2 separate regions of the Triticum aestivum genome follow, and region 2 is linked to region 1. A link is a contact called in public Hi-C data. All regions are on one chromosome and are shown on one strand. The core of a region is the stretch at or near the end of the contact, and the rest is flanking DNA. Distances in the headings are between cores, read along the strand shown.

The links. Hi-C and Micro-C count contacts between places; a contact is called where the count stands out from the background.
Region 2: a contact with region 1 is called in a Hi-C map of leaf, with 5 times the contacts expected there. The contact joins the promoter of LOC123145738 here to the promoter of LOC123145731 in region 1. A contact is called at or near these places in 2 of 5 Hi-C or Micro-C datasets (both in leaf).

Annotation. Positions count from the first base shown.
Region 1 is chr6D:446,398,397-446,405,196 of IWGSC CS RefSeq v2.1, reverse strand. LOC123145731 reads left to right here and starts at 2,222. Exons shown (of 16, transcript XM_044565211.1): 1 at 2,222-2,553; 2 at 3,088-3,165; 3 at 5,295-5,378; 4 at 5,821-6,503; 5 at 6,583-6,744. The coding sequence starts at 2,541.
Region 2 is chr6D:447,319,186-447,325,957 of IWGSC CS RefSeq v2.1, reverse strand. It overlaps LOC123145738 (protein OPAQUE1), which reads right to left and starts at 1,424. Exons shown (of 38, transcript XM_044565221.1): 1 at 1,083-1,424. The coding sequence starts at 1,205.

The DNA.
Region 1 (6,800 bases), core at 973-3,472:
GTTGGATCGCGAAGACGTTCGACTACATCAACCGCGTTATACTAACGCTTCCGCTTTCGGTCTACAAGGGTACGTTGACACACTCTCCCCCTCTCGTTGCTATGCATCTCCTAGATAGATCTTGTGTGATCATAGGAATTTTTTTGAAATTGCATGCTACGTTCCCCTACAGAAAGAAGGGAGCATGCCATCACATATATCAGTCAGTACTCAATACTCACTGGATGCCAAAGTCAAGTGTCATGGAGATTATTTTCAAAATTCAGTTTCAGCAGCGCCTAGAGTCGTCATTGTTCTCATATTTCTCCACGAGCTGGATTCAAAGACCTCATGCCTACTAAATCTTGTACGCTAATGATTAAGCCGAGTATACTTTGCTATTCAGGCTAAAGGACTTCTAGTTGCTGCAGGGGTTGTGTGCATTGAGGTTCATGATGATTCATTACCAGCCATCCAACAAATGTTATATTTATATTCATCGACGAAGCACTCAAACGTTTACCTCGGTAAGTGTCCAGATGCCATCTATGCTCTAAGTTTCTTTAGTATCTATACATCTGGGCAGGACAGTTGACTTGCCAAACGGGTTAACACAACATACATCTGGTTATCACAACTGATGCTTTGTGTGACCGACTCGTGTAGGGCGAGTTCATAGCCAACTTACTATTAAAGTTGACCCATGGCAAGTTATTGCCGACTCCATGGTCAACTTGGTCACTAACATATCTAGCTAGTGTGAGTTAGATGGCCGCCTAGAGAAAGTTTCTCTTATCTATAGGATCCAAGTCAGGAGGCAGAAGTTGTTCGGTGGAGGCTTCATGGTGTACTTTGATCAACAATAAGTTGGATCATCGAACAACTGATGGTATTCCTTTGAGGTGAATATCCCCACGAAACACCTAGACAAAGGCCAGGTTCGGATTGACATGAGAAACTTCCGTGGAGGCCTTTGTGACATATAATGGTTGTTATCATATGACTATTATCTGAAGAGGATCTACCCAAGCAGCAATAAGCCTGAGCATATGGCCGATAACAATTATCGTCCTTAGCATGCACATCCGATGGAGTGTCAAAATTGTGCTTAAACATTACCCTAGGCAAAGTATTTTCTGGTACGCAAGCTCTGCCAGAAAACAAGGGGGCATGTGTTGACACAAGATTTTGGCATGGTGAAAACATGATTAATTAAGATGGACTCAAATGAAAACGTTCTCAACATGGCAAAGTTCTGTATCGTCAAAAGGAGCAACTTTGATGTCTGGGTCATCACCATCCAATCTCATCTAAAGGGCCAAAACTGTGCTTGAAGTACTAAAATTTTGTATTCAGAGTATTGTTTGTCCAATTACGCCTCCAAGACGGCCCCATATGAAAAAGTAGATTTTCGTCGTCACGTCGAAACGGGCGATTTTGATATAAAAATCGTCTTAATCCAAGATCATATGCAAAAGTTAGAGCCATCGGAGTGCGGCCCTACCACAAGCCAAAAAAGTGGTCCGTCCCATTAGACACCCATATAGCTGATGTGTGATGGCTAGCGTCACTAATTGCCTATTTTGCGTGAGCCATTCAGCCCGAAGATGGCCTCCAATCAAAAAATGTTCAACATGAGAGTTGTTCGTCTCATCGAATCGGTTAAATTTGCTTTTGGGCTCATTATCGTCCGAGGCCGTTTGTGGCCTGTGGGATCCAAAACTCGAACTGATGTCTCAGACTTAACTAAATCCGAGTACAATTAAAAAATGGAAAAAGTTCAAAAAAGTTACAAGTTTGAATTATTTTTTTAAAAACGTGGATTTGAAAAAGTTCAAAATTTTGTAAGAAGTTTACCAAATTTTGGGAAAAGTTCACAAAATTGAAAAACGTTCTGAAATTGGAAAATAATGACAAAATCTAAAAAATGAATTTTAGAATTTTTTTGCCCATTAAAAAAAGTAAAATGAATAAAAAACAGACAAAAGACCCGGTCTAGAAAAACTAGAAATAAAAAGAAAAAACACCAAAGCTTCCCAAAATCGGGATGAGTTTCTCGCTAAGTGCGTAAGATGGGCCAGCCCATTATGCTAGTGAGTGATTTGGGCATGGGCGTGAGTTACCAGATAAGCCTGTAACTTGGGGAGCTCTTATAGGGCGCTGGAGGCGCTCGCTAGCGAGCGGGTTCCTATACCAAATCCTATTTGGTGCCTTGAGCGCCCGATTTAGTTGTTTTTGCAATCGGGCGCATACCCCCCTCTCCTTCGTGTCGCGTATTTGGGCATGGCCCATTATCTCGCGTGAGCTACCCGACTGCTTCGTCCTACCCTGTATCCTTCCTCTCCTTCCCATCTTTTTCCCCTTCCTTCTGTCGCCTTCGCATCTCTCCCCGCACCGCCGCCGACTGCTTCTTCGTTTGCATTGATTCCGCGCGTTGGCTTCTTCTTCGTTTGGATCGATTCCCCGCGGCGGCTTCTTCTTGGTCTCCCTTGTTTTTCCGGTTGGAACCCTAGGCGGAGGCCAGCGCTAGGGTTTGGATCGAACCCTAGCCGGAGATCGCCATGGATCCAGATGGTTCGTGGTTTCTGTCCATCCAATTTTCTTGATGCTGCTTCATTCCATAGTGGTTGCGTTCATGCATGGTTGTATATGTGTAGGGGGCAGGGGGGTAGTGATCTGTGTGTTTGGTAGGGGTGCGCGGTGGGGATTGTAGGGTTAGTCATCAGTTTTTAGGTATGTTTTTGTGTTCATGTGCGTTCAGATCTGGGTGGTTTTTTATTGATCTGAAACAAGTTTTTCCAAATTTTCTAGTCAGATTCGTTCTTATTAAGTTCACGTTCTTGGGTTTCAATTTTGGGCATTTTGGACATTTAAATGCCCATCCTAGTAGTTGAGCAGCTACCACTATTTACTGTAATATGTGTGTATAAGTACATTAATGTTGTTTTTTCTACTACACTAGGTTAGCTAGATGTGGTGTTTAATACAGACCTTGGCATTTTTTGAAGACTCTTGATGTTCTTCCCAATAGCAGAAGTAATATGCTATGTTTTTTTTGCCATCAGATGATGCTCACTACATTTTTCATGTGCACTTCTTTTTTTGCAGTACCAGATGGTATTCAAGATGCGCAAGACGAATATATACAACAGGTGGATGCAAATGGTCTTCATGATGACCAAGGCGGTATGTTCTTACTCCATCACTCATGCAGCCCTGTTTTGTGAGTTTATCAATTTTTTGTTCAAATCAGATTTGTTCTTTTTTGGCGTTTCTTTTTGCTCAAATGTCCGTTGACCTTATTCTAGTTCTGATCAAGCCATCTAGGGGAACAAAATCTGTTAAGGGATGGATTAGCATTTTGGTTAGGTTAGTTTTTAAGAGATTGTTTTCAGGTCGGTCATACATAATCACAGAACAACTTAGGGTTAATTTCCAATCCATGTTCTGTGTGGTCCGATATGATTCACATTTTTTTGTGAGGATGTGTGAATAATAACTTGTGGAAAAATCGAACAACATTATTTTTCTACATAGCGATGATTCTAATGTTGCTTGTATTGTTAGGATTCTTAGGATGTCCTTCCATAGCCAAACTTGCACCAGTCATATCTTTTCAACCATTCGTAAGGTTAAATGTTGTTATATACTATGTAAAATGCCCTGGAAAATGTGTAGTTCCCATAAGTGGTACTATTTTTCTGTTTAATCATTTCTAAAATAATGCTTAGGGTGCAATCTTAATTAAATGTCTTAATCAATTGAGCGGTACGCTTTATCTGGAAAAGAAAAAAAATGTTAGGGTCGAAGATGGGTTGAACACACAAATGGAAAATGGTTTGGATTGGCTTGGGTGGAAGAGAAAAATGGTTTGGTGCCGCCTAGGTTCTGAAGTATGGTTTTTTGGGTTTGGTGGGGTTTTTGCAAATTTGTTTATACTGTGTGGTTTCTATTTTCTAATTGTCAGTCACATGAATTAATTATTATTTTTCTTTGTGTCAAACAAAGCTAGACTTGAAATTTCAAAGTGGGACATACTTAGTAGAATGGGCAAATAATAAAAAATGCTTGAATGGTGAAACATTACTCTTTATATTAACTGAATTTGAGTGGCTTCCAGACTCGAGATCCTTGTCTCAAAATGGCTATATGGTGGCTAGTAGGCACATTGTATTCTGAAGAAGGATTTTGTTTGCAGTTTGTGATGTAGCTTTTGTTTCCCCTCTTTTGCTTTGTCTAGAGTTTAGATCATAGTGGCCTGGTTCGCGGTATGATGGAAAGACGAGGGGTCACCGTGAACCATATGGATGGATGGATGGGGGAACGATCCCAAATCAAATCAGTAAATGCTGCGTAATGTAGATTGCACGAAGAAGATCTCCTACAATAACGCCTATAGTCATAGGCAGTTAGTCAGTCAGTCCTAGGGATCGAGGATGATTTCGTTATTTTGATCTTGTATAGTCGGAGGAGTCATTAGTCGTAGTGGCAGGACCCATCCATCAATCTGAAGCAACAAGCAAGCCATCTACATACCTGTAGGTCTGCCTGAGGATTACTGAACAAATTGGACACTTTTACTGTTCAAGCTGAGCTTCCCTTTGTTTTTCTATGTGTTTCATCTCTAAATCTCTCTCCCTCTTCTCGGAATTCCCTCTTTGCAAATCTGAATATAATTAAATTGCATGTATAATTTTAGGGCATGATGAAATGCAAATCTGAATTGCAAACATCAATCTGTGTATTAAAAATACCGGTGCAAAATGTAAGATTATGTACAAGTATTTTTAGACGATATCCAATAAACTATTTACTTGCAAAATTCATTTTTCATTTTCTTTTTTCATATGCATGTCTTAGCAAGTGGTCGCCAATCGGCTGGTGAGAGAAAATCAAGTTCATGCTAGAAAATTGCTTCTTGCGATACGTAATTGCCTTATTTATCTTGTGGATCTTTTTTTAAGATTTGCACTGTTGCTTGCATTTCTTCTAGCTAGCATTGCTGGGCTGTTAGTTTGTGGTGTACTAGCCACACATATAGTGATAGCTGAGTTGCCATATAATAGCTCAGTTGCCTCGTGTAGTATCATATGCTCTGACTCTGTATTTTTCCTATAGTTATTATATTTTGTTTAGTCCAACTGGTGATCCTGTTATGTTATAGTTACCGCTGCTACCTGAATCCATGAATGTTTTGCTACAGTTTCTTGTCAATGGACTTTAGTATGTTATGGTTTTTCTATATTATCTTGAATATCATATATTCACAACTAGTTATTGTTTTTTAATAATTCTTGGTAAAATTGTATTTGTAGCACAAGAACGAGGCCAAGTTGAACAACCAGAAGGGGACGAACCATTTCAACATATTCCAAGAGGTCTTCGCAATGACTCAGGTGGTATGTTAGTTTTTCTCTTTTCATTTTTCTAGTTTTCAAATTTGGTATAGTATGATAGTAGATCAAATTGCTGGGAAAACATTTTTTTGTGTCAGTTTTCTGGTCTTAGCATATGCTTGTATATTCATTTTTGTAAGTTGTCTTGTTTGAATGTTTAGTTTGTGTCTTTTTTTAATCATGTGTAGGTCACATTTTTTTCCTTCTCTGTAATAACATGTTTTCTTCTCATTTTTCTTCAACTACTTCTTCGACTAATCATTTTTATCTAAATTCTTGTTTTTATGTGTGTTTTCGTATAGTTCAATATAGGTACTTTGTTTTGCTGGTCCTCTAGCATTTTTTGTGATACTCTATCGGGTTATGATTTTTTCATATTTCATATTTATTTATTTATTATCTAGTTTTTGCACTGTCTTATAAGTTGTTGTTATTTTTTTCGTAGCCCGAGTGTTCCCTAGGAAGTTGTGCAAGCCTACATACATTACCAGACTGTCTTTCAAGCGTTGGAACAAAACTGTTAAGAAGTTTAGTGACATTCAGCTAGGTCATGTGACAAAGTACAAAATGGAAGCTCTGCTTCATATGCCAAACAAACTTAAAATTCCAATGAATCTGCTTGAATGGATAGATCAGCATATGTTTGGAAGTAAAGAGCCATGTTTCAAGCATAAGAATAAAGTTATCAAGATTACTAATGATATGGTCAACAAAATTTTCGATTTCCCTGGTGGCACCGAGCCTTTTATATTCAGTAGTGATGATCCCCAAGTGAAGGCAGAGGTTTCAGAGTTAAGGAACAAGTATGTTGATCATCGGAACAAAATGCCAATCAACAAAATAGAGGAGGTGATGCTTAGTGACGAGACAGAAGATGGTTTTATCAGGAGCTTCACATTTTATTTCCTATCATCTATCTTGTGCCCTGCATCATACTGCTTTGGCAACATGAAGTTCTTGTACTCTCTAAGAGATGTTTCTGCTATCCCTTCACTTGACTTTGGGAAATTGGCACTGGATTTCATGCGTGAGGAATTAGAGCGTCACTTTGAAATGATCATGAACAGGCCAACTATTGAGGAAATGAACAAGTCTTCATATATTAGGGGATGTCTTCCTATTTGGGGAGTAAGTTCAAACTTCAATTCCACTATTTTCTATCTTTCCACTTTTTATTTTACTGACATGTTTATTTTCTAAATGGCAGATCATTTATCTGGATTTTGTTGATTTTGATTTTATTGAGAATCACCAGTCAACTGTGGATTACTCTCTTCCTCGGATATCTCATGTGAAGACTGAAGATTTCAAGTATCTTGCAATGGTTGATAGGAATTATGAGTCTAGGAAAAATTACGGGGTTTTACCAGTAAGCATCATATACTGTATTTCGATTCATGACTTATCTTTTTAGTTCCAGTATTT
Region 2 (6,772 bases), core at 175-2,674, 920 kb before region 1:
TAAATTTCCATCAGAATAACCAAAACCAGGTCTTTGTAAACTTGTTAGACAGGAAGACAAATCTCAAAGATACTTCTCAAATTCTGTTAAAAGTGTTGAGCAAAAAATCATAGTATAAACTAAAATCCACCACCTAGCAGATCGCGTCAACATAATCTATCTGTGGACGGGACTCAAATTCTAACCAAGTGCAAGCCCCAAACAGCTCACTAAGAGGAGGGGTTCGAAACTAATGCTACACAAATTTGTACCCATTATATGTTCTTGATAAACATTTAAAAAGGCCAAGTTACCTACAAGTGAACGGGTCGGAGAATCTAATCAAAATAAAGAAAGGCATAAGATCAAAACAAACAAGCAGCATAACTCAAATGCAGCTCATACAGATAATATTCAACTGATGGCAATCCCCTGCCATCGAAATTCAAAATTGATCAGCACTAGCAATCCAGGGTAACTTGCAGAACTCCGTGTCTTCAAATGACCATACAATTATCCAAAAGTACTCTTACTGAAGCTTGGAGCCACTTCTACCACAATATAAGTCAGGCAAGTAACAACTCCTAACAAAATTCAAATCTAAACAGTAAAGTATTTCAAATTCTGATCGAATATACAATAAACTGTAAATGCTGCAACCTACAATCCAAATTTCCGACTAGAATTATCCGCTGCACTTTCAGGACCCAGTACAAAGTCGTACCGACAAAGCTACGGATTCAAATTAAATACCCACGATAGTGGGCCTACTTCCGCCAATTTGAATTGGCTTCTCCTCACCAGCGTAATTTGCACAAAAACAACTCCAAACCATTTCAAAAACAGGAATAGTAGGCTAATTTTTTTAACAATCCTCTGAACCAAACTAACGCCGGAACTCAAAACCACTCTCCGGCAGACTCGAATCCAAAAGCACGCAAACCGGTTCCACGTAACCAGTGTCCACATCCGTAGCCACGCTCGCATCCACGAGGGAGAGAAAAAATCCAAACGGCGCAGCGCAAACTTCAACCGCACGGAATGGGGGGCGACAGCGACAGAGGCAGAGGCAGGGGAGGAGGGGGAGGAGGGATTCGCGGCACCTTCTTCCGCTGGCTGGTGAGCACGACGACGGCGCTGCGGTCCTTGGCCTCGACCACCTCGGCCTCCACCCAGCCCTCCCCCTTCTCCTCGACCCAGACCTTGGACCCCTTCCGGTAGCTCATCCCGCCGAAACCCTAGGGGGGCCGCCCGGGGGCCCTCCCAGCCCTAGGCAGGCCCTCTCGAGGCCGGCGGCGCGGGCGGCGGCGAGCGCGAGGCGCGCGAGGGGGCGGGGGCGGTTCGGGCGCCGGGCGGGAGCGGCGCGTGCCTTATCGGAGCCCCGACTAGAGCGCCGCAGGGTGGACTCGTGGGCTCATGGCGAAATTTTTGCTTTGCCTTGGCGCTTCTTCCCTCTCGTGCGCTTTCTACTAGCGGACGAAAACAGTATATCACTGGAAATCCTGGATTCTTCGGAGTGGTTTCTGAAAATGAGCCTCGCGGACGTGGCACCGGAATTTGAACTGGCCAGGGCTGGATGCGTCATTTCCGCGGACGTGGCACCGGAATTTGAACTGGCCAGGGCTGGATGCGTCATTTCCGCGTGCGTGGCAGGCGCTTTCAAGGCGGTGGGCCGGTGGTGGGGCCTACGGGCAGAGGCTGTCCTCTTGTGTGGGGCGAGGCCGCCTGGGCCCACGGAGAGGTCCGGTCGGTTCAAACCGGCCGATCTGGCCTATTTAAAAACTTTACATTTTTGAATGCGTGGTGATGTTTTCAGGTAGGTCCCTGGCGTGCTCCGTATTTAGTAACGTGTCAAGGGCGGATGCGTAAACGGCTAGGTTGCGGTGGATGGTTGTTTTTTAGAGGAACCGTGAATGTATGTGTCGTGTAAAATTTAAACAAGCTTGCGGACAAGGATAGAATCTCATTTTTCAGTTTGATCACTGTAGGATATAAATAGAGTTCTAAGAAAAATAAAATATGACTTCAATATCTATAAAACTTACTTATGTACATACATGTGCCGTCGTGTCGACCTAACCTAAAACGGCCATCAGAATACAGAAAAAAATCCTACAGTTGGCACCCGACCAAGTTTTGTCCAACGCGACAACCATATGGATAACAATGAAAATTACTAAGACGGTTTGATACTCATAATTGCATCTCGAGTCGAATGATTGGGACCATTACATTCGATTGCCGATCCTAGTTCAACAACGAAATGGTAATTATGCATGCCTTCGGCATAGTAGATACTATAAATGCAGTTCAAAGACGTAAGATGGCTTCTTTGGGAACAAAAGCTTTTAATTGGATTTTAGCGGAGCCTATAAAGCAGTGAGCTTACGCAACATTGAGCCAAACATATGTGGCGACAAAAGGAGTTTTAAGTGAACTATTGCATTAACAACTCGTGACTAAACGGTGTTACTTGAAACACGCGGCTCATTTCTCCACCGAGCTTCCTTTTCGCGCGTGCCTGCTAGAATGATTTTGTATGTTCGCCACCTCTTGTCAGCTTCTCTCGGCACACCATGGAACACTCCAGTACAATCACCTCACATGGATGGATGAGCTTGCCCGCACGCCTCACATGATGACATCTCACCACAACTATTTCAGTCCCTCTCGATCATCTCCTACCCCACCCCATCCCACCACACATTAGTCACATGTGTACCTATTTGTTTCTATTCAACTCAACTATGTGTGCATGCCACTCTACATCTAGAAAGCTCTTACAATGAGCTTGCACTCACATGACATGCATTGTCGACGATACCACCCTCTCCCCTATGTAGAAGCAATAACGTCCTAATGTATGAAATCGACACCAATGTGTAAACCCATCATTATCTCGCAACAAGAAATATGAATCATGAACCATTTTGTGATTTGGTTTCCATCACAATTTTTGTACTATGATTGGATCATGTATTTTTATTTATACTTACAATATCATTTGGATAAGAACTCGATATGAAAACATGACCTAACTAAATTTTATCCAACCATTCTAAACTACCAAAAAAACGTCAATGGAATGAGTAGCCACCTTGCACTTTGTGACTGTGCATCTGAGAAGGGTACATCGTCGCCGCATGGGTGGATGACCTCACTCAAAGTAAATAGCATAAAACTATCACATTTGGGGCTAGGGTTCCGGAAAACTACCACTTTTTCAAAATTCCCTAAAACCTGCCACAAATTTGGTTTTTGATTTCAAAAAACACCAATGACTGAACGGTTAGGTGTTAACAAGGTTTATGACGAGGAGGGTCCACTCGTAAGTGTTGACTATTAGTTGACCGTTAAGGCCCACATGTCAAAAACCCAACCTGTTAATAACAAAAAATTGGAACTTTCCCCAATCAATAAATACAATGAGAACCACCCACTGACGAGTCACTGATGACCCACAAGTATAGGGGATCTATCGTAGTCCTTTCGATAAGCAAGAGTGTCGAACCCAACGACGAGCAGAAGGAAATGACAAGCGGTTTTCAGCAAGGTATTCTCTGCAAGCACTGAAATTATCGGTGACAGATAGTTGTATGATGAGATAATTCGTAACAGGTAACAAGTAACAAAAATAAACAAGGTGCAACAAGGTGGCACAATCTTTTTTGTCGCAAAGGACAAGCCTAGACAAACTCTTATATAAAGCAAAGCGCTCCCGTGGACACATGAGAATTGTTGTCAAGCTAGTTTTCATCGTGCTCATATGATTCGCGTTCGTTACTTTGATAATTTGATATGTGGGTGGACCGGTGCTTGGGTGCTGTCCTTCCTTGGACAAGCCTCCCACTTATGATTAACCCCTCCCGCAAGCATTCGCAACTACGAAAGAAGAATTAAGGCAAACCTAACCATAGCATGAAACATATGGATCCAAATCAGCCCCTTACGAAGCAACGCATAAACTAGGGTTTAAGCTTCTGTCACTCTAGCAACCCATCATCTACTTATTACTTCCCAATGCCTTCCCCTAGGCCCAAATAATGGTGAAGTGTCATGTAGTCGACGTTCACATAACACCACTAGAGGAAAGACAACATACATCTCATCAAAATATCGAACGAATACGAAATTCACATGATTACTTGTAACACCCACGATGCGGCTATATCTCCCACGTGTCGAGGCACGACTTAGAGGCATAACCACATTGTGGTTTTGTCGCAGGAAGGGTCATCTTCACACAATCCCATGTAATGAACAAGAATGGGATAAAGAGTTGGCTTACAATCGCCACTTCACACAATACATAAATAAATTCATACACCATTCAAGACACACACATAGGTCCGACTACGGAACCAAAAGAAAAGAAGACAACCCAACTGCTAGATCCCCGATCGTCCCAACTGGGCTCCACTACTGATCAATAGGAAAAGAAACATAGTAACGACCAAGGTCCTCATCGAACTCCCTGTTGAGTTCGGTTGCGTCACCTGCACTGGTATCATCGGCACCTGCAACTGTTTTGGAAGTATCTGTGAGTCACGAGGACTCAGCAATCTCACACCCGCGAGATCAAGACTATTTAAGCTTATGGGTAGGAAAAGGTAAGGTGGTGAAGCTGCAGCAAGCACTAGCATGTAAGGTGACTAACATACGTAAATGAGAGCGAGAAGAGAGGCAACGGAACGGTCGTGAAGCTAGTAATGATCAAGAAGTGATCCTGAACTCCTACTTACGTCAAACATAACCCGAAAGCCGTGTTCTCTTCCCGGACTCCGCCGAAAAGAGACCATCACGGCTACACACACGGTTGATGCGTTTTAATTAAGTCGAGTGTCAAGTTCTCTACAACCGGACATTAACAAATTCCCATCTGCCACATAACCGCGGGCACGGCTCTCGAAAGTTTATACCCTGCAGGGGTGTCTCAACTTAGCCCATTATAAGCTCTCACGATCAACGAAGGATAAACCTTCTCCCGGGAAGACCCGATCAGTCTCGGAAATCCCGGTTTACAAGACATTTCGACAATGGTAAAACAAGACCAGCAAAGCCACCCGATGTGCCGACAAATCCCGATAGGAGCTGCACATATCTCGTTCTCAGGGCACACCGGATGAGCAAGACGTCGGGTTGGCATAGACCCTGGTTGCCCAGGGGGCGCCGGACATCGCTCGGTTTGGACCAGCACTCGAAGGAGAACTGGCCCGGGGGTTAAAATAAAGATGACCCTTGAGTCTGCAGAACCCAAGGGAAAAAGGCTTAGGTAGGCAAATGGTAAAACCAAGGTTGGGCCTTGCTGGAGGAGTTTTATTCAAAGCGAACTGTCAAGGGGGTCCCATAAATCACCCAACCGCGTAAGGAACGCAAAATCAAGGAACATAACACCGATATGACGGAAACTAGGGCGGCAAGAGTGGAACAAAACACCAGGCATAAGGCCGAGCCTTCCACCCTTTTACCAAGTATATAGATGCATTAATTAAATAAGAGATATTGTGATATCCCAACATATCCATGTTCCAACATGGAACAAACTTCAACTTCACCTGCAACTAACAACGCTATAAGAGGGGCTGAGCAAAAGCGGTAACATAGCCAAGCAACAGTTTGCTAGGAAGGGTGACAAAGGTTAGAGGTTCATGGCAATTTGGAAGGCTTGATAAGCAAGTGGTAGGTAGCGCGGCATAGCAATAGAGCGAACAACTAGCAAGCAAAGATAGAAGTGATTTCGAGGGTATGGTCATCTTGCCTGAGATCCCGCAAGGAAGAAGAACGAGTCCATGAAGAAGGCAAATGGACGTAGTCGAACGAATCCTCACAACTCCGGAACGAAACCGAAGCTAACGAGAGAAGCAACCCGGAAAGAAACAAACAACATAGTAAACAACCATCACATACACATGGCATGATGCACAACCAAGTATGATGCATGTCCGGTTTAATGAGGCATGGCATGGCAAAGTGCATAAACAATACTACAAATTAAATGGAGCTCAATATGCAACGAGTTGCATATTGACGAAACACCACATCAATTATTTAGTTCTCTCCCGCTTATGTACCCAACAATGTTAAATGTTGATTAACATGGCAAGAGGTGAAGCATAAGTAAACTACCTATTTAAGCAAGTTAAATGAGGCCGGAAATAATAAACAACAATTTCGGAAAATCCTCATATGCATATTTTGGAATTGGTACTGTTCTGCCACAAACACAATTTTAATGTTGTTAAACAGCAAAATAAAGTGCAGCAAGTTAATCTATGCATTTTTCTACCCCATTTACATATAAAGTTTATTAAATTTGGAGCTACGGTTATTTAGTTATGAAATAAATCATTTTAACATGGCAATCGAGCAAATATAAACAAACAGCATTTTAAACATTTTAAACAAGGATGAAAGTTGCATACTGTTAAAGAACATGAAAATATGAACAAAATGCATATATGACATGTTTCATTTGAATGCATGGATCTTTAGTTATCAACAATGCAAAACCAGTGGCATTTCTGCAAATATGCATGCACTTGGAATTAGACAAATCGCAGTGAACATAAAAAAAAGGATGCGGGCCGAATGCTGCGCACTGTGGAAGCCCAGCAGCAGATCTGGCCCGAAGCGGCTGAGTGTGTGTGAGCAAAAATAAAATAAAAGGAAGCAGTGCAGAAAATAGGGGCTGCTGGGATTCGAACCCCAGACCTCCTGGATGCAGGAGCGTGGTGCAAACCACTGCACTGCCGCGGCTGCAATTGATAGGAAAGGGCGCGGCCCCTTAAGAGAT